Regions from separate parts of the Bos taurus genome. Here region 2 is linked to region 1. A link is a contact called in public Hi-C data. All regions are on one chromosome and are shown on one strand. Each heading gives the region's core, a stretch centred on a gene start, on an enhancer-like site or on the middle of the called end of the contact. The rest is flanking DNA. Distances are from core to core; before and after follow the strand shown.

What was found. A called contact is a pair of places that touch in the nucleus more often than the background predicts.
Region 2: a contact with region 1 is called in a Hi-C map of liver, with 1.9 times the contacts expected there. The contact joins the enhancer-like site here to the promoter of A1CF in region 1. A contact is called at or near these places in 2 of 11 Hi-C or Micro-C datasets (liver and skeletal muscle).

Annotation. Positions count from the first base shown.
Region 1 is chr26:8,453,990-8,456,689 of ARS-UCD2.0, reverse strand. It overlaps A1CF (APOBEC1 complementation factor), which reads right to left and starts at 1,276. Exons shown (of 12, transcript XM_005225375.5): 1 at 1,230-1,276.
Region 2 is chr26:8,498,025-8,500,724 of ARS-UCD2.0, reverse strand. The region is part of intron 2 of A1CF (APOBEC1 complementation factor); the gene reads right to left. Among named protein-coding and RNA genes, the nearest start is that of A1CF, 44 kb to the right of the region's middle. Within about 2 kb of position 1,289, at least 1 of the 102 cell types and tissues checked has an H3K27ac peak or open chromatin away from gene starts, as enhancers often do. A contact at or near this core is called in liver, where this site is marked.

The DNA of each region.
Region 1 (2,700 bases), core at 27-2,526:
GAATTTTCTCAAATGGAGAGTATCCATACTATTCCAGAAAATATGGTCCTTAAAGATGAACCTGTAAGTCATTTGTTTATTACCTATATTTAGCAGAGCAATGCTTCAGTGCTTTAAAATAAGTGATTTCACTTTTATTTCTTAACCTATGCTCTGTTGTATGCATCTCAGCACATATAATAAAGAATTTTCAGGCCAGACTACCACATCTTTGATGCTCCTAAATTATAGCAAGAGTTAAATTTGCCAATGCATGTTTTACAAAACACGAATCCTGCCCAATGCAAAATAATGCTATGTTAGTCATCTTCTTAAAGACACACAGTACCCAGGTGAACAGTCCAAAAAACGTATTTGACTTGGAACACGCTTCTTTACCATTCTCCCTGGAACTTACTCTGACAATTATAGAACAAAACTATTTCAATTAGAATATTTAAGAGATTTCTGGGAGGAATGGGATATTCCTGGTAAGTGCCCTGATTGATTTCCTTTTTTAGATAGAATACCATCATAGTCTGATTGTGAATCATCTTTTTCGGAGTGAACAAAATGGTCACGTGAAATATATCCACTGCAGCACAGCTGCCCAAACCATCCTGAAAGGAAAAGATCTAATAATTAAGCCATCTGAAGGTAGAGATTTAATACACTCAAGACCAAAAATTTTCCATGACTGCTTTTGTTTTGTTTTCTTATGTTTTTGGTGGTGGTGCAGGATAAAGGAGGAAAGGAAGGGAGATAAATGAATATGTGAAATCTAAAATATGGTAGAAATTATGACCCCCACAGAGAACGCAGAATCTGTCATTGCTGTTAATACCATTTCTCTTGTTAATTACACTTTTATGCTTCCCCAGATCCGAGGACCAGAACAGACAGTCAACCACAACTCTCCCGGCTGTCTGGCTATTGCTAAATACATTTCTCAGAAACATTAGCCTGACTCTTGAACCTGATGTGATAAATCTGCATGATTTTTTTACCCTCAGAAATTGATTAACTCAAAGAACAAAAGCTGGCTGTTGTCTCATTTTGAGATTATATGATCATTCTAATATTTTCTTTTGTTTTCAGATGGCTTTATCAGTATAAAAGCAAACTAGAAATATCCCTGAATTCAGCTCTCTTGTGGAAGCGCGTAAAAGCTGTTTCACTGCATTCCCACTGATCCACATGGCACAGTTTCACAGAGTTGAAATAGAAAAATCAAAACACATGAACCATACCTGAGTGATTTCAGAGATTCCCACCCGGAAAAGGTTTCCTTGATTATGGCGAATTCAACGTGTCACTCTGGTTATGCTCTAATCATCATATCAAACTCCAAAGGTTCAGTGGCTTTAGGTTTGGTTTACAATTCCTGGGAGTTAAACTTTAACTCACCCTGTCTCTTGCATCCATGCAGCCCTTTGACCAGATAATTGGGTCACTACAACCCAAGCAGAATCTACAAAATTACTGTTGTCATTTCTTTACCATATTAACATGAATTTTGTATTAAAAATCATTGAGGTGAATATTATTTTGATGTGTTTTAAGTGACATATATTTTAAAAAGTAGAACTCACTGCAATTTGGATAACTAAGCTTTCTTTTATATTAAGTCCCTTGTTTTCTGCTATGCCAAAATGATATTAAGCCTATGGTAATTTAAGAGAATGTTTCACACTCCTTATATCATTGTATTACATGGAATAAAGTGTGGAGTTTTAGGTCAAGTATGCAGATAAATGCAGGCTTAGAAAAATAGAACACATAAGGTATTTACATAACCAAATAAATAGTGTCAGATCATGTTGGGGAAAGCAGGCTTCTTTTTATATAAGCTGCTCATTCAGATTTGAAGAGAGCCATGTAATCAGCCATGTACTGAGGTAATTTGAGAGCCAAGGCTGTTCGTTACTTGCAATCTCAGTGGCAACTGTGTTTATTAAAGAACAGGCAAATGTATTTCCAAAGATATAAACTCAACATTCTCAATTCTCTGATAAGAGCTCCAGTCTATGGAAGAAATTTCTAAGAGTCATAAAGCCCACTGAAAAAAATAAAGACCCTCCTAATTTTGAATAAATTGTAAGGATTTATAAACCACAGGCCCCAACACTGAAATTAGAGGACATGCTTAGCTTCAGTTCTAATAAGAGGAGTCTGCTTTTCTAGGAAGCAACTACTAACAGAAGTGCTTGTTCATTCTGTGTTTTATTTTATTTTACAGTCAGTCATTCCATAATGACATCTGGTAATATAAAGCGTACTGTTGGGATGCTAGTTCTGCCCACAGTTTTCAGCTCTCAAACACAAGGAAGTCTAGATATTCCTAGACTTTTCCCAGAGCAATGCCTGACAAAGTTAAGCAAAAACACTCCCGGAACTGTTGCTTTGCCCTGGAATTGTGACGTTGGAATGAATCCTGAGGGAGGCGTCAGGCCCCTCCCAGCTGACAGCTCTCTAAGTACTGCATCTCTCCACAACCTCCTCGGGAGTGGACGCCCCTCACCAGGCAGGTTTTTTGGTTTTCGTAGTGAAGGCTCAGTCTGGGTGTGTATGATTTCCCAACGTGTGGGGAAATCTTACCCTGGATTCACCTGGTGCTGCAGAGAACTGTCACTACTGTGAGATGGTCGGCCTGGGAGGATTTGTTGGTCACTTGGTATGGTTGGTGCCTGGATGGTGAGGAGTGGAGATGATGAAAAGAAA
Region 2 (2,700 bases), core at 40-2,539, 44 kb before region 1:
ATTTCTTATTTATCTGCTGTAATCTTACTGAAATTGAGGCACTCTATTGTCTTCACTGCTTACAACTCATTGTGCATTTTACAAATATTTTGGTTAATCAGTGCCCCCCAGGTGGTCCCCTCTGCTAAAGATGCTGCTTTGTTTTTGGCTCCTGGCCATGTTTGTTTGCTCTCATCCTTTATGTCTCAACTTCAATGTCATCTTGTCTGAGGAAGGCCTTCTACCATTCTGTCACTTGACCTGATTTATGATATTCATAGCGTTTAACAGGAGAAGGCGATGGCACCCCGCTCCAGTACTCTTGCCTGGAAAATCCCATGGACGGAGGAGCCTGGTAGGCTGCAGTTCATGGGGTCACTAAGGGTCGGACATGACTGAGCGACTTCACTTTCACTTTTCACTCTCATGCATTGGAGAAGGAAATGGCAACTCACTCCAGTGTTCTTGCCTGGAGAATCCCAGGGACGGGGGAGCCTGGTGGGCTGCCGTCTATGGGGTCGCACAGAGTCAGACAGGACTGAAGCGACTCAGCAGCAGTAGCAGCAGCAGCATTTAACATTCTATGCTATTATTTTATTTCTTGCTTATTTTCTGTCTTCCTTTGAGTAATTTTCATGAAGGTAGGCACCATGTCTCTATTTGTGGAGTAAATAAATAAGTGAAGGAATGAGGGTTTAGGCTTGAATTGGTGGGTAGGACAAGGAGGGATGCTCCTACTTCCTTTAAGGAATTTTAAACCCTCATCTATGTTATAGGGCATTTTCTTTAAGAACTGTGAATTAGAGAGCGGACTTGTGGTTGCCAAGGGGGAGGGGGAGCAGGGGAGGATTGGATTGGGAGTTTTGGGTTAGCAGATGTAAACTATATATATATATATATGCATGCAGTGGATAAGCAAGGTCCTATAGTACAGCACAGGGAACTATATTCAATATCCTGTAGTAAACCATAATGGAAAAGTATATGAAAAAAGAATATATATAGGTACACACACACACGCACACACGCACACGTATAACTGAATCACTTTACTGTACATCAGAAATTAACAAGGCACTGTAAATCAACTGTACTTCAATATTTTAAAAACCTATGGATTAACTTATAGAGTACTAAATGAAGGGTAAGAGTTGGGAGTCAGCAAACTTTTTCTGTAAAAGGCCAGATAGTTGATATTTTAGGATTTAAAAAAAACAACCTTCTAAAATTGTGAGAACCACTCATGTCCTTAAATTACTGCAAAAACAGGCTGTGGCCACATGTGAGGCACAGATCAGTTTGCTGACCTCTGGCTTATGTCTGTACTCAACTGTATAACTCTGGACCTTGTTTTCCAACAATGAAATGGAAGTGTTGGATTATATCAGTATTAAATATGCATACAGCAAACATATAAAGAATTAGAATCGCCTAGTGAACCCAAGCATCTATCATCCAGCTTCAATAATGAAGTTTTCTTCATTAAATTTTCCCAGGTTTTCTATTCCTAACTGAATGCTTATAGAAATACTTTCTACTTTATGAGATTTTTTCCTCGAAATAAAAATAATCCATATTCACTATAAAGAGTTTGGAAAATAAAGAAGAGCACAAGAAAGAAAAAGCTTTCCTTATCAGAGATTACCTTTTATTATCTTCTAATATTTGTGTGTGAATAATTTCTTAAAATATGATCTGTAAGCTGATACATACAGGTTTGCTTTCTTATTTTTAACTAAATTTTTAAATTTGGACATTGTCCCATGTCTTTCTTTGAAATCACAGTTTTATATGACCATATAATTTGGAAATATAAGGGTGACATATTTTATATGACCAGTAATATTTTATTGGACATTTATGATGATATGTCCAATATTTTTAAACATTTTAAATTCCACTATGATGAACATCCTTATGTCTAAATATTAGTCCTTATTCCTTAGATCAAAGACTATGGTCAATTTTAAGGCTCTAAACAGAAATGTGATATCCATTTAATGCAGTCTTATGGTGTCCTTTTAAATTCTAGATAAATTAATTTTCATTGCAATTAGTTGATATGCATTTTAGGCCAGCTGCTATAATTTATACTTCTGTAATCTCAAGGACTAATACTAACACATTGTGTTTCATAATAAGGATAGGGGAAAAAGCAAGGGAAATTTTGTTAAAAACAACCACTGCATTAGACAACAGTAGGACGGACATACCACATAAATATTTGTGTTGTAATAATTTTTAGAAAATAGATGATCTATAGGGTAATTGGACAAAATATTAACACACACCATATTTTAAATCACTTAAAAATACTATATAACCAGCGGGTCTTCTTTAAAATATATTCAGACTACTTACGAGTGATCTTTATTAACTATATATTTAGACTTCCCTGTAGCAGAACTGGTGTAAACTGACCCCACATTGGGTAGAAAGTTGTCTGAAAATAATCGTCTATGAAAATGTATTTTTCTAGTTTTAAGGAGAAAATTCTGGAAAAAAGGCGCGTCAGATGTCACAGAGTTGATGACCCACACTAGTAATACATTCTGGAGGAAAGGATCATCGTAATGTTATTTTTTTTCCCCTGTGTGTGTGTCAAATATATGGTAGTTTTGGAAGATCTGGGAAGTACAGTTAAGAGTGGAAAAGTGAAAAAAACTCCATATCTAATTCCATTGCCTAGAGACAAATTTTATTTACAAGTTAACATTTCAG